7 separate regions of the Mus musculus genome follow, and regions 1, 2, 3, 4, 5 and 6 are each linked to region 7. The links are chromatin contacts, called in public Hi-C, promoter capture Hi-C and targeted proximity ligation maps. All regions are on one chromosome and are shown on one strand. The core of a region is the stretch at or near the end of the contact, and the rest is flanking DNA. Distances in the headings are between cores, read along the strand shown.

Region 1 (2,700 bases), core at 163-2,662, 280 kb before region 7:
TAGGTATTTTCCTCGTTTACATATTCAATGCTATCCCAAAGGTCCCCCATACCCACCCACCCCCAATCCCCTACCCCCCACTCCCCCTTTTTGGCCCTGGCGATCCCCTGTACTGGGGCATATAAAGTTTGCAAGTCCAATGGGCCTCTCTTTGCAGTGATGGCCGACTAGGCCATCTTTTGATACATATGCAGCTAGAGACAAGAGCTCCCGGGTACTGGTTAGTTCATATTGTTGTTCCACCTATAGGGTTGCAGTTCCCTTTAGCTCCTTGGGTACTTTCTCTAGCTCCTCCATTGGGGGCCCTGTGACCCATCCAATAGCTGACTGTGAGCATCCACTTCTGTGTTTGCTAGGCCCCGGCATAGTCTCACAAGAGAGAGCTATATCTGGGTCCTTTCAGCAAAATCTTGCTAGTGTATGCAATGGTATGATCACCTTGTTATACTCTGCTTTTGTAACCCCACCTATTTGCCTGCCAAATCCCCCATTTACAAACCTACCCCTGAGCTGTAAAATCCTTAGCTTCCCTAAGTCCAATGCTGACCTCTTGAACTCCACCCTACAAAAATGCAGCCCATGTAAATGAATAGTAATAATAATTTAAAAAAATCTCACTTTAATTAATTGCTTGCTTTAATTAATTTGATCATGAAATTTGGGTCAGTGGTCTTTCTCCTTCCATCTGTGGGATTAAGGTTAGTAACCGGTCAATGCCCAACACATCTGTGTGTCTCCCCCACAAATCTATAGAACACACTCAGTCTTGCTCTTCCCTTGTCTCTCTCTTTACCCTGCCCATGACTATATCCCAATTCCAGAGACTCTTCCCTGGTCTAGAATGGAGGCCTCTTCTAACGCATCAAGCAATTAATTGTCCTAGCCTGTTGTTTACGCCTTAGGTGCCCTTGGAGTGGGGCTTTTGAAAATGAAAGCCTTTTTCTCTTGTTGCAGCCACACAAATTCACCATGACAATGAATCCCTGAAGTCTGAGCTTGTTATAGAGTTACAGGATAACAGCAAAAAAAAAAAAAATGAGACAATTAAGACTCCTGTTACTATTTTAAAATATGATTCCACCTCAGATACACTCGAATTTTGCTGCAGCTCTCAATTTGCTAAGCCTTAGCTTTCCTTCAGCGGAGGTTTTTTTTTTTTTTTTTTTTTTTTTTTTTTTTTTTTTTTTTTATTTTTTGTTTCTCCTGGAGTCTTCATACCTGCTTCTGTTCTTTTTAGCAATAAGCCGTGGAGTCTGCTACAAAGCTTCCGGTGGTTGTTCAAGCCAGTACAGGCTTTTGTGTATTTCGATGACTCTATGATGACAGAGAAGCAGTCTCTCGGCTTGGCCTGCGTGCTGAAAGAACTGGCCTATGAGCTTTTGAGGCTGGAATGGGAGGTGGGCTCAGTAACAGACATGGCTCGATGCCCTGCACTACTGGATTCCGATGCACTGAGTGTGTGGTTTCAATGTCAGCCCGAGTCTCTTCCTGCAGGTTCCTGGGGGTTACAGGAGAAGGCTGCTGGGTGGTCCCTAGACCTTCTAGATGTGTTAGAGTTGAATATCAGGATAGAAACAACTTTTTAATCTGAGCCTCAACCACTGCCAAGATCCTGGCATCTGAATTCCTTCCAGAAATGATATTTGATCCTCCAAGGCCAGGACTGAAAAGTTCCATCTCTACTCGTGGATATCAGACTAACATCCTCCCTCTCTGCTTTGTCCTCCAAAATGAAAAAGGATGTTGTTGAGGTCACTCTGTGCCCCAAAGATATATCAGGTAATTTTTTACCCGTTATTCTGAATATAGCATCCTTCATGCTAGAGCTGTTAGCACATGAAATTTTTATTTAAAACTACGAGAGGGGCTATATTTAAATTTAAATATTTATATTTAAAACAATTAGAGGAACACAGTTCTCCTAAACAACAGCTCCCAAATGCGAGGGCTAAAGTTATGCTTTAAGTTTTAATTACTGTGTTTAAGAGATCTATAAAACAAAAATGCCTTGAACCTGTAAGCCCCACTTGTCCAAGGACAGATTACTTCCTGGAACGGTGGGGTCAGTATGTATAAGATAACAAGCCATGTGTTTTCACTTCAGTAAACAAGGTTGGTTGTCCCAACTGGATAGGATGAGCTTGACCCCAAGTAGGTGGGAGGTACGTAGACAGGAAGTATGTCAGGATGTCCGCTTGTCCCCGTGTAGAGGAAAGTGGGATGTCCATCCGTGAACTCGTGAGATTTGCCTTCAGAAGCCCCCATCTAATGTAGTTCATGGCGATTCTGTGGGAAGCCTGGGTCTGGGCCTGACCACTGTCTATCATTCTGGTGAGTACTGACCTTGCTTCCAACTTGGCTCAAACCTGTGGTGCTGTTTTTCCTCTCACCAAGGGTGCTCACATTCTAAGCTTAGCCAGTAATAATAAGTAATAAGAGGCATATAAATAACAAAGGCCTTTGTTGAGGCAACTGAATTCAGTCCTGCCAAGGAGAAATTATCCTGGAATGCAGGGTAGGCCTAACCACAGCCCTTATAATAGAAGGCAGGAAGGGGTTAGAGTCCTAAAATGTTATAAACTCAGAAGCAGACATCACAATAAGAGTGTGTGTGTGTGTGTGTGTGTGTGTGTGTGTGTGTGTGTGTGCACATGGCAAGGAAAACCCACCAGCACCTAGCACTTAGCACCTAGAACAGAA
Region 2 (2,700 bases), core at 111-2,610, 450 kb before region 7:
TTCTCTTCTGAGCCTGGGTGTCTCTGGACTTGTTCCTTCAGTGGACCTAGGGCCTGCAGGTTTGCCTGGAGAGAGGAGGCAGGCAGGCACGGGTGACCTTTGTGGCTTTGCATTCAGTTGAAGTTCTAGTGAATCCTTGGGTCTAGTCCATAGCGTTTAATTCCTACTTCACCCTGAGCACAGGTGAAATTGAGAGTCCGTCCATCACAGGTGTGCGCAGCCAAGATGTGCTTGTAATCTGTCAATAGAAAAATGACACCATCTGATGGGACTATAGGAAATGACACTGAAGATGTCAGTGAGGGTCAGGTTTTAAAGCCAGGGCTACAGGAAGGTCCAGTGTGTGGATTGATGCCAGCTTATGAAAACACTTGAAGAAAATACTTACAGAAATAAAAAAATCAACACACAGAGAGACTACTTTTTGTCACTAGTAAGATGTTCTTTTTTTTTTTCAAAAAAGGTAATATATGAGTTCATCAATTTCAAAACGGGTAGAAATGCACAGCAGCAGTTGTGGTCCTGTGTTGGAACTGATTGTAAACAAGGAAATGTGCTGTATACTTCATGATGCAAATTATGGACATATAAACATATCTCAGTCTGCAGGGGTTGGAGGGGTAAGAGAACACCTTGGTTCTTGCCACTGTAATCCAAGAATCTAATTTCCTAGCATTCAGTAGTCTTGTTTTTAAACCTCCTGGGTTTGTCCCCAATTTTAGTATTCATGAGGCTCATCTAAGCATTAAAAATAAAACAAAACAGTGACCCGCCATAGCTGAAAAAACTTGCCCATCCTTTGACTGAGGATTGTCGGTTAATTTATGCAGGCCCCTTTGCACTTCAGCTTTTCCCCCACTGGTTGCTAGGCAACCACTTGAGTTAGTGCGCATGCCTCTTTTATGATAACTGTCATTATGATTATTTTTTAATTATACAACTGGGACTGTGGATTAAAACGGCATATTGTCACTCATGCCTTGCTGCTGCCTCTGACAATTCCTAAGCCCTGGTGCAGCCACCTTCCAAAATTTACATGCGTGCCGGGGGGGTGGTGGTGGTGGTGGTGGTGGTGTTTATGATTATCTTTTGATGTTTCTGGCCACACAAAGGGACTGGAGATGCCATCCTAAAGGCAGTAAGAGTTTTGTGGAAAATGACTAGACCATATATCACAAGCTGTTATTAATTTGGCGAGGCCAGCTCAGGTGTTGGGGTCCTGAACCTCAGTTATCCTCCTTTGTACCTTTAACCGTGCCTGCTTCCAGCTTTCAATTGACGTGGAAAGCTTGTTGCTCTGCAGCCTGCCCTCCTAGATGACAAAAGGCTAAAGCATCTCTCTACTAAACCTGCTTTCAATAAACCCACCATGCACTGGGGGAGGAGGGGGGAGGGTGCAGCTCAGAGCCGAGAAACACACAGCACGCACATTAGCAATTGTTCTCATTTGTCCAAATTGCTCCACATAAGTGCATTTGGGGGACGGGAAGGGGCTCCTCGGGCAAGGGACAATGGGAGGGGCTCCGTGGTGTGTAGAAACACGTAAAGGATTGTGGGAGCATACAGCGGCTTCACATTAGCATTGCTCTGTATATTTTAACATATTTTCCAAATACACAGTGAATCTGAAGACAAAAGCAACACGGGGAGTCAGGGCTATGCGCCTTCTTTTAACCAACCCTGTTTTTCATTTAAAATGGGACTTGGGGCTCAATCAGTTATTTTAAATATTTCTGTCATGATGAGAAGAGATTAGCTCCTGACAGGAGAATCCACAGGGTACTTGCCACATTGTGTGTGTGTGTGTGTGTGTGTGTGTGTGTGTGTGTGTGTGTGTGTGTGACAGAAGCGGGGACATAACTGTGCTCTCATGTGATTGAAGCCAGCATGTGGGGCATCAGCCTCCAGAGCGGTGGTGGGCTTTCACTCCACTCCCAGAGCCCCCGTGTGTGTGTATGTGTGTGTGTGTGTGTGTGTGACCTCCTTTGCTGTGTTGACGAGTCTCTGAAATGACCCCCTCGCTGAGGAGTGCTTCATCTTCTTTGTTTCTGTTTGTCTCCCCCATCCTGCAGTTCAGGGCGACAGCTCAGTGAAGTCTTCATTCAGTTACCTTCCAGGAAAGACTTACCAGAATACTATGAATTAATTAGGAAGCCAGTGGATTTCAAAAAGATAAAGGTAGATACTCTGTTCCCTGTTGTTCTTCGAGTACACAAAGGAGGATGCATGGATGCTCTGTTGTGATTCTAGGTGGGGCTGGGGCCGTGGCCTCCTGGTTGCTAACCACTGACCTACACAAGGCTTGCCCCAGGATAGGCCGGGCCCGGATGGATGGCATCCATCCTTCCCGTGCATGTCATTTGGTCACCGCAAGCTCAGATTACACACACTGCATGTTTCTGAGAACCTTTCTGTCCCTCCATTGCCATTCATTTCCCCGCTCCGTGCACCTTCCTTCCCTTGTCCTGAAGATCACTGGTGGGAGGGTGGTCCTGGTCAGTGACGCCCCGCCCTTGGGGTTGCTCAGCCCCGCCCACCCAACAAGGCCAAATGCTTTGAAGACAAAGGGAAATGTGGGCTTCCTTAAACAAGTAAGGGCGGTTACATATCCCTCTTCTGTTTTCACCCGAAATTCCCCTCAGGAGCGAATCCGTAATCATAAGTATCGGAGCCTGGGAGACCTGGAGAAAGACGTCATGC
Region 3 (2,700 bases), core at 81-2,580, 390 kb before region 7:
GCCTGTCTCACTGCTTCCGGCACCTCTTTCCTTCAGTTCCTCTTTCTGCCAGGCAGCCTGTAATTTAAGTCGGGGATGTTGGAAATCATGAAGCCCCGCGGAACCTGCTCTCAAAGGCGCAGCACTCCAGGGCTGATCAACGGGTGCCAGTGGATAGATGTACAGAGCTCCGTGCTGTGACCGCCCTGAGATCCTGAGAGATCGTGAGGCAGCTGTGTGATCAGATGTCACCACAGGAGGTAGCAAGAGCGATTCAAAACACATGTCTATGCCACAAGACCTTCCGCCACCAAGCGCTGTTCCCAGGAGGCCTGGACCCTTCTTTCCAGGCTATCTGGACAGGCCATCACTTCTCTTCTGAGGGACAGGAATCCCAATAAGGCTTGTTGCCAGGAAGGCTGCAAGTAATCTCACAAGAGCAAAATGACTGTCTTATTCCTTTAGGGGCCCCGTGTGTTAACGTGCAGAAAGGGAGCAGAGGTGACTAGTAAAAAACTCACTGATGGCCCTGGGCCACCATTTACTTCATCTGTGCAGTACTGTCCACTTTTCCAAACCAGCTTTGCATATCTATTCTACACGAAGCCTTCTGCACAGCAGCTTTCCTCAGTTCTGAAAATGGAGGTCAGACCAAGGAATGGAGGACCTAAGTGGCCCAACTGATGGATGGGACAAATGAGTACAGGATGGCACAGGGGCTATAGCTGGGAGGAGGGAACACTTAAGGTTTTAGAAGAAAATAATGAGAATTCCTGGAGCTCAAAACTTGACTCAATTAAAAGGCTTCATGCTTATATTTGAGATATCTTACAGAATATTGATTTTTTTTTCCAGTTGTAAAGTGAAAGTGTGGCCTATATAACGATAAAGGCCAATGTGCATTTTGGATGAATGAATGCTGCCTCCAGGTTAAAACTCAAGCCAAGCTTTATTGAAGCTGGGGAGAAATAATAGCAATTAGACCCCACCATAAAGCTCAAAAATATAGGAAGAAAATCACATTACCCCCCCCCATACACATTGTTAATTTGTTGATAATGGAAAGTAAAAATAACAGTGGCATAAGAATTGTAAATTATTTACTTGGAAGCATTTTTTCCCTAGTAAACTAAATATTCCACTTCTCAGAACTAATTGATTTTCTGTTCATTTAACTTTAACCCTTAATCATTCTTTAACTATTTCTGCAAACTATTAACAGCATCACCCAGTAGATCAGTGGCTACATTGTATATTTCTTCCCTGTTAAGCTCATAGTATCACTGTCATACCTCAAAGTATTAGCACTGTTTCATCTCAAATGATCACGCCAAGGAAGCTCTTGTTGCTATGACAACAGCAACTTTGGTTGCTATGACACAGTATCGGTTATAGCCACTTAAGGAAGGTAGGACCTATTTTGCCTCACAGTTCAAAGGTTTCAACCCATTTTATTGGGTTTTATTGGGGACAGAACATCTTATGATGCCCAGGAATCAGAGAGAAAGAAAGCCTATGATTGATTGTCTTTTCCTTAGTTGGTCCTCTATCCCTGATAGGTTTACCATGAAGTTTGCTTTACTAATCCTTTATGTGCTTCTTAATCTAACCCTGTTTCTTTTCTTTTCTTTTTTTTAGGTATTTTCCTCATTTACATTTCCAATGCTATCCCAAAACTCCCCCATACCCTCCCCCTCCAACACCCCTACCCACCCACTCCCACTTCTTGGCCCTGGCGTTTCCCTATACTGGGACATATAAAGTTTGCAAGACCAAGGGGCCTCTCTTCCCAATGATGGCAGACTAGGCCAACTTCTGCTACATATGCAGCTAGAGACATGAGCTCTGGGGATAGTGGTTAGTTCATAATGTTGTTCCACCTATACGGTTGCAGATCCCTTTAGCTCCTTGGGTACTTTCTCTAGCTCCTCCATTGGAGGCCCTGTGTTCCATCCAATAGCTGACTGTGAGCATCCACTTCTGTGTTTGCCAGGCACCGGCATAGGCTCACAAGAGACATCTATATCAGGTTCCTTTCAGCAAAATCTTGCTGGCATAAACAATGGTGTCAGCATTTGAAGGCTAATTATGGGATGGATCCCCGGGTGCGGCCATCTCTAGATGGTCCATCCCTTCATCTCAGCTCCAAACTTTGTCTCTGTAACTCCTTCCATGGGTGTTTTGTTCCCAATTCTAAGAAGGGGCAAAGTGTCCACACTTTGGTCTTTGTTCTTTTTGAGTTTCATGTGTTTTGCAAATTGTATCTTGTATCTTGGGTATTCTAAGTTTCTAGGTTAATATCCACTTATCAGTAAGTACATATCATGTGAGTTATTTTGTGATTGAGTAACCTCACTTAGGATGATATCCTCCAGGTCAATCCATTTGCCTAGGAATTTCATAAATTCATTCTTTTTAATAGCTGAGTAGAACTCCATTGTGTAAATGTACCACATTTTCTGTATCCATTCCTCTGTTGAGGGACATCTGGGTTCTTTCCAGCTTCTGGCTATTATAAATATGGCTGCTATGAACATAGTGGAGCATGGTCCTTCTTACCAGTTGGAACATCTTCTGGATATATGCCCAGGAGAGGTATTGCTCTGGTAGTACTATGTCCAGTTTTCTGAGGAACTGCCAGACTGATTTCCAGAGTGGTTGTACAAGCTTGCAATCCCACCAACAATGGAGGAGTGTTCCTTTTTCTCCACATCCTTGCCA
Region 4 (2,700 bases), core at 118-2,617, 420 kb before region 7:
TTAAAAATGGATCAAGGACTCGGCAGGGATAAATCAAAGATGGCACATAAGAAAGATACTCTCTACCTGCTATGACCAGGGAAATGTGAATTTAAAGAGAACTGCTGTTGCCATTGGCCCCATCCAGAGGACTGTTGGCAGCAGGAAGCCTCCTTCTTTGCTGGTAGAAATGTATGGCTGCTTTGAAAGTGTGTAAATAAACACCATATGGTCCAGCAAGTATGCTGCTGGCTACTCACCGGGGGGGGGGGGGGGGGGGGGGGACGGGGGGGGGGGACTGCAAATAGGTAAGCCAGGCATGGTGATGCTTGCTTAGTGGCCCAGAGCATCTTAGTATGTTTTCTGTTTTGTAATAAAGAGACTGACCAAAACTGACTTAGGAAGGAAAGTTTGATTTGGCTTACATTCCCTGATCAGATTCCAACACAGAGGACAGGGACATAGAGTGAAGCAGAAACCATGGAAGAACGCTGCTTACTGGCTTGCTCTTCGTGACATGCTTATCTACTGTTCTTATGTGACCTAGGATGAGATGCCCAGGGTGGCACTGACACCACGCAATGAGATGGGCCCTTTCACACTCACCAGGAAAATGCCCCCCATAGTCCTGCCTACAGGCCAGTCTGATGGAGGTATTTCTTTCAAAGGAGGTTCCCTCTTTCCAGAAGACTCTAGTTTGTGTCAAGTTGACTAAATAAATAAATAGCCAGCAGATTGAGTTTGAGGCCAGCCTGGACTCTGAGAAATTTAAAAAGGGAAGGAAAAAAAAAAAGAAGAAAAAGTAAAAATGTGCATACAGAAACCTACATATGAATATTTACAGCAGGTTTATTATAACTTCCAAAACTTGGAAGGAGCCAACCAAGACGTCCTTTTCCAGGTAAGTAGAAGCACTGTGGTACAGACAACAGAATATTGCTCAGGGCCCCAAAAGGAACAATTGAGCCATGGCAGACATGGAGGAAAAGCAAAAGAAGCTGACCTGGAACTGCCATAGCCTGTCACTCACTGGACATTCAAGGGAAGACATGAGTATGGTGGAAACAGAAAGCAGGAGCAGGGAACACTTTCGGGCAGCCAAGTTATTCTGCATGTTACTGTAATGGTAGATGCAGGCTGTTGTGTATGGGTTAGAACTGTAAGCTGTACATCACCAACAATGAGCCTGAGTGTGAAATAATGGAATGTAGGCTAATAATTTAGAACACTCTGGGGAAGTGTTGACAAGGGCGAGAATTCAGGTGTGGAGGGAGTAGGAGGACGTAAATGTCTCTGAACCTTCCTTTCAATTTAACAGCTAGCCTAAAATTGCTCTAAAATTTTCCCATTTTTTAATGCGGCCATAGAAGCATATTGCACAGTCGCAGCTCTGCCCACAGACAGAATTTTCTATTGTGATGCCAGAGAACAGTTATTCTTGCCAGTCTCATACTGTGCATTAAGAGTTTTTGCCTTGTAAGACTGAAAGACACCAACAAATGTGTCCAGCCCCTTCCATTCTCCCTCCAAAGTCACCACAGGCCCCCAGAGGTGAAGCCCAAACAGCTTCCAGGAAAGAAAATAGCAAGCCTGAAGTTTGAAAAGGTTGTTTCTTGCCCACATCTACCTCTGGGCTGTTAGAAAGCCATCAGGGTACTAACTCAGTCAGGGGGTGGCTTCTTCCCCAGCTCATTAACAGAGATTACAGACTTGTGACTGGGCAGCACAAAGTGGCACTATGCCCCTGCCTCCAGAATTCTTGCAGGCTCCTTGGCTGTCTGAGGATGCTCCTTGTTCGTGATGATTTAACAGAACAGCTGTGTGAGCCCGAGGACTGGCAGCTCAGTAGTTCTGTGCTCAGCTAGATTTTTAAGCATTAGGGTTTCCACATCTTGATCATTGCTTTAATTCATGCCTGACTCATTTAGAAAGCCGAGGTGTGGATTCAATGACCTATATATCCTTGGCATAATGAAGCTAGGAGGATCCAAACAGCTAACTTGGCACACAGAGAAGAAACGAGACACCTAACATTACCAGAGGGCACAATCAGAGGTGAAGTTTATTCATCAACTACCCACCTAGGTGTTTGCCACACTTATCACCCAGCACAGACTACTGCACTCCTAGAACTTTCTACGTTTCTTACATGCTTGGGAGTTCTACCAAGCACATGAAAAGTATAATATAAATATTATAGAAGACTCTCCCATTTTAGTGGTGGCCATAGCAGCTGTGGCTCCTCCTTCTTCCTCCCTCCTCCTCCCCCTTCCTCCTTCCTCCTTCCTCTTCCTTCCCTGCCTGCCTTCCTTCCTTCCTTCCTTCCTTCCTTCCTTCCTTCCTTCCTTCCTTCCTTCCTTCCTTCCTTCCTTCTCCCCCCTTCCTCTTTCTTCATTTTCCACTAAATTATAAGGCTTGTATTTGTTATCTTTGATATAGTCAGCAAATGCATTGCTTTAACCTTAGTTCCAAAGTCAAGGCCAGACCTAGGGCAGAGTGACAGGGAGCATAAACAAGGTCTAGAAGGGTAAAGCCTGGAGAAGGTAGCCCTGGACAATCAGACTTTGGAAGAGACATTATTTCTGAAGAAGTTTTTTTTTTTTTTTCCATTTTTATTAGGTATTTAGCTCATTTACATTTCCAATGCTATACCAAAAGTCCCCCATACCCACCCACCCCCACTCCCCTACCCACCCACTCCCCCTTTTTGGACCTGGCGTT
Region 5 (2,700 bases), core at 69-2,568, 370 kb before region 7:
CTTCTGGGCTGTCTTTGGCATCCACAGTCTCCTATCTGATCTCATTATTTCGGATCTATGCATCCTGGCTGGCGGTATGTCTTTTGTCTTTGGTCCTCCCATCATATAAATGGGATTGTTTTATGGCTTCCTTTTTCCAGGGCCTGGGTTTTGTTCTGACTTAGTTTGCCATTTATGTTTAAGGGTAGAAATCTAAATCCAGGGTGAAGGTCTCCAGCTCCTAGGAGGCCCTTCAATGGGTTACCTCCTTCTGTCCCGGGTTGGGGGTTGAAGGGTGGGAGCACAGAGGGGCGGGGGTAGGGAGGGCGGTCCATTTGTCACTGCTGTTTCTATGGGGGCCTGGAGCTCAAGGTTCCAAGTTGGCCCAAGCACTTGGCAGACAAGCCCCTTGATTGTTGCTGGAGACCCCAGGTCAGTTTGGGGCGGAGCAAGCCTTTTAGGGATCCAAGAGGCTGAGACAAGCATGCTGATGAGGGAGAAACGTGCTAGGGAGAAGGTAGGCCTTGATGTATGCCCGAGTGGACAAAAGCTGTTAGTGTCAGCTTGATTTGCAAGATAAACATTCATGAGTTCGACTGCTTAGAAAGAGGGATTATCTACAAACCCGGGTCTGAATGGGAGCCATAAATAAGTGATTTCACACTACCAAGCAGGAAGAATATTCTGCCTCCTAAATTATTCTGAACAGCATGTTCGGCCCCTCCCAGGTTCCCACCAGTGACTAGCCCTGGGGCTGGGAGGTACTCAAATAATGTTCCTTTTGGCGAAGAGCCTCTGCCTCCTCCAGAGGCTCCTGGTTGCAGAGCCCTGCTGCAGCGCTTCTCTTCTTAAATCCAGTCCATGTTTTGCCTCCCACCGCCTCCGTGGCCCGTTTCAGGCCTGGGTTTATCCAGGCAGGGATTTCTCTCCAACCAAGAATCAACCAAGCTCTGCTTGGGGTTCCCAGGCTGTGCACGTTTCAAACGTGCTCGAATATTCATCAAAGGCATTGGGAGGATGTTTTATCTGCTTCCTAAGTAGGGACATGCTCCTAGCTACCCCATTTGTAGCTGAGTTTGCTCTGAAATGGAAATGCACCTCCTGATGCTAGAAGACCGCGTGGAAGGTTTCCCCTCCTCCACTCCGGGGCAACCGATTTCTCTTTCTTCTCTCTCTCTCTCTCTCTTTCTTCTCTCTCTCTCTCTTTCTTCTCTCTCTCTCTCTTTCTTCTCTCTCTCTCTCTCTCTCTCTCTCTCTCTCTCTCTCTCTCTCTCTCTCTCTCTCCTCCTTCATCCTTTGTGCAAGCTTTGCTGTGTTAACCCTGTAATGCCCTTTTTGCATGCGACACGCCCTTTCCTCTCTCCCTGTAGCTACAATGGGGCTTTCTCTGGATGTCTTGATGCCTCCTATACCACCGTTTTTTAAGGGAAGTGTTTTGTTTGAGAAGACATGGGAGAGACACTGTTGGATAGTACTGAAGCTTTATAGATTTATTTATGTATGCTGTATGTAGGTATATGTATCACACGTGTACTCCATGGGTGTGGAGATCAGAAGAGGGCATCAGATTCCCTGGAACTGGAGTTAACAGGTGCTTGTGAGCTGCCACAGGGTGTCTGAGGTCCAAACCCCCAAACCCAGGTGCTCTACAAAATCAGCCAGTGTCCTTAACCTCTGAGCTACCACTCCAATGGCCCCTGGTTGCTAAGGTTCTAAAGGGTATGGTCTAGGATGCCTGTAAAATATGGAAAGCTCACTGCTGCCTGCTGTCTGGCCAAGAATCTAGGCCTTTGTGGTTACTGTTTCAGTCCATCGTCGTTCCCCCCCCCCCCCCCATACTGACTCTGTTTACCTTGGCTGAGCCCCACTTAATTTGGTTGACTACACCTCTGTCTCTAGTTGCTGATCAGCGAGGGTCAGCCTTCTCTAGGTGAACAAGAATTCCCGAAAAGAAGCTGTGTCTTTTGGACACTGATTGACTGATTAGAATCTCAGTACTGTGGAGAGATTAGAATGCTGCAGGTCCAGAGGCTAGCTTATTTTGGGCTAGTTTAAGCCCTCTGGAACAGCCATTCCTTGCCCACTTATGTGTCTGAACTAACATCGGGTAACTAATAGAAAACTTTGGGAATCTAATAACTTAGCAGACCATTGCTCCCAATAACTCAGATCTGCGGATGCCATCAGATAACATCTTGGGCCTATAGAAAGCGTCCCTCTGTCTTGCTGTAACTACTTTTCTGATGTGCCCACTAATGTATTTTAAACCTACCGTGATTTATGACCTTCTTTGTTCTATAAAATTTCATAAATCTGTTTCCACTTTGGAACATAGAATTGGGGGTACCATAAATCTGTGTTCCCAGGCCATGGTCACTCTCAGTGGCTCCAGAATCAGCATCTGTCACTTGCTGTAAGGTGAGAGCCATTCAGAGCAAACAATAGGATGTCACAGAATAAAACTGAATGGCTCAAGCTTCTCCCCTACTAGGATGGTGCTCTGATGTCCGACACCAATGAATTTCTCAGCAGGCAGCAATTTCAAACACCTTTCTTCTTCTTCCTTTGGGACCCACAGTGCCACTGTTCTAAAAGAATACAGGCCTTCAGGCCATTCGAAAAAAGTGTGAGGGTGGGGAAGGAAGAAAGAGAAGAGGCAGCCAAGGTGAGACCAATGGCAAACAGTGGGGCCAAGGTCTGACCATGGTGCAATGGAACAGA
Region 6 (2,700 bases), core at 196-2,695, 350 kb before region 7:
GGGGAATTCTTGGAGGGAATATCCACAGTTGGAGGACTGCTGATCTACTGGAGTCACATGAACTTCATGTGGACCTAAAGCAAGCCTTTCTTGCAAAGTCACCAAGAGGTGGGGGTTATGACATCAATATTAAAACTTACACTGTCGCAGCTGTAACTTACACTGGCACAGACTGGTAAGACTGGTTTTGTTTAATACGGTCCCCACCTGAGGAAGCCATCAGTTTGTAAGCCCTTCTTCCCCAGTCTCCACTCCCCTCCATTTCACTGTGGCATTGGGTTTGCAGTCCAATGATTCAAAGGCTTTCCCCACCTCCGATCTCCCATGCTCTAAACCATAGCAATCTTGGTAAACACTTGCCTATGGTAGAAAACACAAACTGACCTGGTACCAAAAGTCTCTTAAGAGAAGCCCACAAATCAAACCAGCAAGTAGCTAAATAGAGGGGTCCTTTAGTCACCACGCGGGTCACCATCACCTCAGCAAGCATTTCCTACTGTCCTCCCTTTTGATTGTGAATACTGCAAGTAATTCTCTTGAGTTGGGATAAAGGGAATCCAGATTCCATTCCCTTTATCATCAGAGATATCTTATTCTCTAACTCTGTCAAGAAAAGAAAGAAAGAGAAAAGAAAAAGAAAAGAAAAGAAAAGAAAGAAAAGGAAAGGAAAGAAAGAAAGGAAAGAAAGAGGGAGAGAGAGAAGGTTTAATGCTGAGAGCTGTATTTTGTTCCTTTAAATGCATAGATTCATTCTTTAGCCCAGGCTAGCTTTAAACTCATGGCAATAGTCCTACTTCAGCCTCTCAAGTGCTGAGATTACAGGCATGGGCCATCATCAAATTTGGCTAACATCTCTGTCCTTTATGTAAACTTTTTGTTGCTGAAGCCAATAGCATTTGTTTCCAATATTTAAACTTTAAAAATATTTTAAAAGTATAATATCAGTTGTTAGCCCAACCACAAAGGGTCTGCATTTGCTCAGTCAGTATGCAGAGGAGGAATCTATATGTGTACACATATGTGCATTTCTATACATACTTCACACACGTTTTCACATCCTTTGCTATGACAGAAGGCCCAGTGTGCCCATTGCAGAAACCATCCTTTTTCTGTGTGTAACATCTTGCCTCACCAAAGCCCTTTGCATATTATATATATATATATATATATATATATATATATATATATATATATATAAAATCAGAGATGTTTAAGAGATGACTAAAACAGTCAAGTGGCTCTTCTCATGCTGCAAATGTGTGTGGCCTGCCTCTGGTTTGTGTTCCTGGGTGGCATTTGTGAACTTGTGGCCGGGCCCTTTTGTCTTCTTCTGAGGTTTATGTTCCAAATGGCTGAAGGCCAGCCCAGCCAGGCCTCTGGTGTCCCTTCTCAGCTGCCTGCACCCACAGCCTCCCAGCATGTTGCTTAGCAATCTCCTTCTGTCTGTCCTTGGACTCCACAGAGCCCCTCTTTGGCTTGATGGTGTTTTATCAATTAAGCGGAGCAAGGCTTTACACAGCACTTTCTGAGTCACTCTGCCTGAGCGAGAGGGATGAATCAGAGAGGACAGTACAGTTAAAGAGGGACTAACTGGCCCAGAACAAAGGGACCGTGCTGTATATGGGGGAGGTGTCCTTGCTCAGTGACATGGCACCTCAGGGACAGGCTGTCTCATGTTCGAGTCGGTGGCAGTTATGTTTGTTGAACTGAAGGTGCTCTCTTCAGTCCCTGGTTGACATGAAATCAATGAGTCTCTCAAGATCTGGGGCAGGCTCTGGGGCTTGTGACATCAGAGGAAAACACCGATTGAGGACTGATGTGATCTGGGGAACACCCAGGTCCAAATAATGGCATTGACCAAGTGACAAAATGTGGCTGGGTTAACCCAGTAGCCTACTGGGAGCCACTGAGTCCTGGGGCTCTTTTATCTGTAACCTTTGAAGGGGTGAAAAGCAGATGTGCTAGCAAGCCTGAGTCCTGCTGCTATGGTGGTGGTGGTGGGTTTAGGATCAAATGCCCACTTCATCTTCAAAGACTCCTGAGCCCTCACAGTTCTGAAGGACTGAGGGGGATACTATTTTAATAGTCACTGATCAAGAGCTCAAGTCCCAAGTTTTAAGTGCTTTATGCCAAATGCATAGCATGGCTGCCTTTTATGTATGGACCCTTGAACTGTCAGAGAAGCGCCAACCCACTTATCAGGAACTTATCTGTGACTCAGTGTGGGGTGTGGGGTTGTGGGGTCCCCAAGAAGACAGCTATCCCTGTGGAGAATCTGTGTAAGTCATATGCAAATGCCTGTCATCAGGACCAAAGACTTGAGTGAGTTCCCACATCAAGCATCCTTGACTTCCCGCTTCTTTCCTGAAATGATACTGGGTCCAGTGGAGACCCACATTTTCCTCTCTGACTTCTGAGCCTTTGGAACGGACCATGGCATCCTCAGGAATTGTTTCAGAGAGGCATCCAGGACACCACATTCTGAAAAAAAGGGTATCTGGGCTGGCACTGGATAACTTTATGGGCATCACATCCTTCAAATAAACTGTCCCCAAGCTTCCAAAATTCTTCACATGATGCCAGGAGGAAAGCATGGTGTGCTTACCACCATCATCATCTCTCGTTCGTCAGCGTTTAACCTCCTCCCTCAGTTCAGGACTACTCCCCACAGGATTCTGGTCGTCCTTGTCACGTGACTCA
Region 7 (2,700 bases), core at 181-2,680:
CCTGTTCATATTGACTATTTATTGACTTCACCTATGTCCCCCACCCATTTCATCAGGTGTAAAGTGACTATGAGCTTTTCAAGCCCCAGGGATACGAAAGTTAGACCATCCCCCTCAAACTTGGTCTGTGGACTGGTACTGGCTGTGATCACGTGTTCACCATGCAGTTTCCGCCCATCTCCTACCCTCTGATTATACACAACAGCATCCACAGTGAGCAGCTTTGAAAGACCCCATCTGCATGTGAGATTATCCATCACAATGAGGCTAAATTACACCGATCAAAATGTACCCTGGCTGAGAATTACCCCCAGGGTCTCCTGGGTACATGAGAACATCTCTCCTAGTAGACTGTCCCCAGAGAACTGCTCAAGAGAACCAAGGTGACATTACAATGCCAGAAGGAAGCTAGGACATGGAATCTGAAATCTGTCAACTTTGATTCATTCGAGGTACAGCAACTTATAAAACAGAAGCACATACACACATATTAACAGGTGAAATAATTTGGAAAAATCTGTGGTATACCACAGAAAGCATCTCAACCAAGGCGATGTGTTCAAGAAAACTGAAGTACACTAAGAACAAACCATAAACTTAGGTCCTGTCTGGCACCCACCTCCCTCCAATCTATCCTCTCTGGGAGGGTTGACTTCTTTCCCTCCACAATGCTTATAATTGAACGTTACAAACTATACCAAGAATAAATCTACCGGGGTCCCCTTCCTCCAACCAGAAAAAGGTTAAGCTTTTAATTACAGGCCCTCAAACTATCATTTTGTGCAATTAGCAATTAACTCTAATCGTTGATGAGAGAATGCAGAGCTGCGCTGGCAATTTCCCTCCTCCCCATCCCAGACTCGGTTATTTTAGTCTTGTTCTATTACAGAGGACAAGCCACAACCGCGGGAGCGCTCTTGTTCTTTCTCTCTTTCTCTTTCACACACTCTTACTTAAAGCCACATTTAATTTTTAACAAAATGGCATCTCAGCTTGCCATTGAGATGGGACTCCGAACCCCACAGCAGAACAGCGGAGCTTTCGCACCCCTCCTCTTCATCACTTTCAGGTTGGAAAGAAGAGTCCCCCGGAAGATGCTACCTACCGACCTCACTACATCAGCCCTTCCTAGGGGCTCAGGAGAGGGAGGAAAAGGGTTCCTTGCTGCCCCCCAGACCCCTCAACTGCCAGCCCCATCAAGCCTGGAGGCGGTGGCAAGAGCAGCAATAGTTGCATCAGCGCTCCTAGCCAAGGCGCCAGGAGGGTACAGTAGCAACTGTAGGGAGCTAGGGAGCGCACAGCTGCTGCGGCCGCAGGTTCCCTGGATCAGGAAATTAGGACAGGCACCCGGGATTGGAGGTGAGGACGGTGCGCGAGCCAACCAGCGGCCGCCCCGGGTCCCCCGTGAGCCCCGGGCCAACGCGCGGAGCAGTCGAGCCCCTGGAGCCATCCGGATGGCGGCGGCGACAGCCCCAGCCCCAGCCACTCACGCACGCACGCTGCCACTTGCCCCCGCACCCTCCTCACTGCGCGCGGGAGAGCGGTGCGTGCCTGAGCTGCTGGGCTGAGCTCCCCCGCTGGGGTCCCCGCGCCGCTCGGCCGCGCTCCTGCGGCCGCCCGGGTGGTTGCCCCCAAACCGCTCACTTGAGCTGTCCTCGGTGGCGAACGGGCTCCCCGCCCCCTCCTCCCGCGCCGTTCCCTCCCCTCTCCCTCCCCTTCTCTGCAACGCCTGCATTATTTTCCGCCCGCAGGGTCCGCGCGCACACCGCGGCCGCGGCGGGGGAGGTGACCGGGTGGGTGGTTGGGTGGGTGGCTGGCGGGGAGTAGAGTGTGCAAGTTGCAGGGAAAGGGTGCCCGCTCCTTGCGTGCTCTCCGTGCTCCCGGCTCTTCACTCCTTCCCCCTCCTCCTCGTCTCCTCCCTCCCCGCCCCCACCTCCTTCTTCCTCTCCGAAGGGCTGGTAACTTGTTGTGCGGAGCGAACGGCGACAACGACGGCGCGACGGAGGCACCATCCGGGCGGGCAGCATGGGCACGTCCGCGCGCTGGGCGCTGTGGCTGCTGCTCGCGCTGTGCTGGGCGCCCCGGGACAGCGGCGCCACTGCAAGCGGTGAGTGGGGACGCGCCCCTCCGCACTCGGCCCGAAACAAGCCGAGGCGTCCGCGATCGCCGCGTTCTGGGGGACCCCGGGGCTCCTCTTGCCCATCCCCTCCTAGCAGGCGCCTCTCCACGCTCCTCTCCTGCCTCCCCTCCCCACCCGGGTGGCGCCTCTGAGCTGTCAGAGCCGAGGTTACTGGGAGCCAGGCCCGGGGGACGGTGGGGTTTAGGGTGTCCTAAAGCGTCCCTTGAACTTGTTGTCATTCTTCTGTGTCCCCCTTCTTCCCAGAACCTCTGTTTTACATGGTTTTCACCCCCCATTGACAAGGGCTAGGGGATGTGGGCTTTGGAGCCACTGAACAATGGTTCTGCCTCCTCTGCCAGGCGGGCTGTTAGGACCGTGGCAGAGCACGGGGCCTGGAAGCCCGAGTGCGCCCCTCAGACTTAAGCAGGGTTGAGAGCGCACAGTGGGTGAAGGTGGGCGTCTCCGAGGACACCGGGCGCCAGGTGCCGGCCGAGCCGGGAGTCCTCGCGCTGCCGTGAGCAAGCGCACGTTCGGTGGGCGGCAGCCTGGAGGCCGAGCCATGACAAGTACGCAGCCTGCGC

Evidence for each region. Promoter capture Hi-C pulls out the DNA fragments that hold promoters and counts their contacts. Hi-C and Micro-C count contacts between places; a contact is called where the count stands out from the background.
Region 1: a Hi-C map of muscle stem cells shows a contact between it and region 7, with 2.8 times the contacts expected there. A contact is called at or near these places in 1 of 39 promoter capture datasets (cranial neural crest), 3 of 484 Hi-C or Micro-C datasets (brain, cerebellar granule neurons and muscle stem cells) and 6 of 130 datasets of targeted methods (SST interneurons, a beta-TC-6 cell line, embryonic forebrain and 3 more).
Region 2: a targeted proximity ligation map of embryonic forebrain shows a contact between it and region 7, with 7 times the contacts expected there. A contact is called at or near these places in 4 of 39 promoter capture datasets (3T3-L1-derived adipocytes, hippocampal neurons, neural stem cells and 1 more), 1 of 484 Hi-C or Micro-C datasets (nephron progenitors) and 9 of 130 datasets of targeted methods (VIP interneurons, embryonic basal ganglia, embryonic forebrain and 6 more).
Region 3: a promoter capture Hi-C map of hippocampal neurons shows a contact between it and region 7, with 2.6 times the contacts expected there. A contact is called at or near these places in 9 of 39 promoter capture datasets (the 3T3-L1 cell line, the C10 cell line, the HPC-7 cell line and 5 more), 3 of 484 Hi-C or Micro-C datasets (cerebellar granule neurons, granulocyte-monocyte progenitors and nephron progenitors) and 8 of 130 datasets of targeted methods (cardiomyocytes, embryonic basal ganglia, embryonic forebrain and 5 more).
Region 4: a contact with region 7 is called in a promoter capture Hi-C map of hippocampal neurons, with 2.2 times the contacts expected there. A contact is called at or near these places in 3 of 39 promoter capture datasets (cranial neural crest, hippocampal neurons and liver), 1 of 484 Hi-C or Micro-C datasets (nephron progenitors) and 7 of 130 datasets of targeted methods (SST interneurons, embryonic basal ganglia, embryonic forebrain and 4 more).
Region 5: a contact with region 7 is called in a targeted proximity ligation map of forebrain, with 7 times the contacts expected there. A contact is called at or near these places in 6 of 39 promoter capture datasets (the 3T3-L1 cell line, cranial neural crest, embryonic stem cells and 3 more), 15 of 484 Hi-C or Micro-C datasets (B cells, LSK cells, adipose-derived mesenchymal stem cells and 11 more), 10 of 130 datasets of targeted methods (astrocytes, craniofacial prominence, embryonic basal ganglia and 7 more) and 2 of 9 other capture datasets (embryonic tail and embryonic trunk).
Region 6: a contact with region 7 is called in a promoter capture Hi-C map of neural stem cells. A contact is called at or near these places in 4 of 39 promoter capture datasets (cranial neural crest, embryonic stem cells, maxillary cranial neural crest and 1 more), 8 of 484 Hi-C or Micro-C datasets (LSK cells, adipose-derived mesenchymal stem cells, brain and 4 more) and 12 of 130 datasets of targeted methods (craniofacial prominence, differentiating embryonic stem cells, embryonic basal ganglia and 8 more).

Annotation. Positions count from the first base shown.
Region 1 is chr19:26,937,674-26,940,373 of GRCm38.p6, forward strand. No RefSeq gene overlaps it. Among named protein-coding and RNA genes, the nearest start is that of Gm815, 53 kb to the left of the region's middle.
Region 2 is chr19:26,768,866-26,771,565 of GRCm38.p6, forward strand. Smarca2 (SWI/SNF related, matrix associated, actin dependent regulator of chromatin, subfamily a, member 2) reads left to right here. Exons shown (of 33, transcript NM_011416.2): 29 at 2,073-2,178; 30 at 2,643-2,700. 4931403E22Rik (RIKEN cDNA 4931403E22 gene) reads right to left here. Exons shown (of 4, transcript NR_045306.2): 4 at 1-238. Among named protein-coding and RNA genes, the nearest start is that of Gm46648, 54 kb to the right of the region's middle.
Region 3 is chr19:26,822,577-26,825,276 of GRCm38.p6, forward strand. It overlaps 4931403E22Rik (RIKEN cDNA 4931403E22 gene), which reads right to left and starts at 1,331. Exons shown (of 4, transcript NR_045306.2): 1 at 1,272-1,331. Gm46648 (a long non-coding RNA gene) reads left to right here and starts at 1,290. Exons shown (of 7, transcript XR_001782660.2): 1 at 1,290-1,387.
Region 4 is chr19:26,794,379-26,797,078 of GRCm38.p6, forward strand. All of the region lies in intron 1 of 4931403E22Rik (RIKEN cDNA 4931403E22 gene), which reads right to left. Among named protein-coding and RNA genes, the nearest start is that of Gm46648, 28 kb to the right of the region's middle.
Region 5 is chr19:26,844,588-26,847,287 of GRCm38.p6, forward strand. The region is part of intron 2 of Gm46648 (a long non-coding RNA gene); the gene reads left to right. Among named protein-coding and RNA genes, the nearest start is that of 4931403E22Rik, 22 kb to the left of the region's middle.
Region 6 is chr19:26,862,381-26,865,080 of GRCm38.p6, forward strand. All of the region lies in intron 4 of Gm46648 (a long non-coding RNA gene), which reads left to right. Among named protein-coding and RNA genes, the nearest start is that of Gm815, 22 kb to the right of the region's middle.
Region 7 is chr19:27,215,590-27,218,289 of GRCm38.p6, forward strand. Vldlr (very low density lipoprotein receptor) reads left to right here and starts at 1,431. Exons shown (of 18, transcript NM_001161420.1): 1 at 1,431-2,107. The coding sequence starts at 2,026. All of the region lies in intron 3 of Gm35438 (a long non-coding RNA gene), which reads right to left.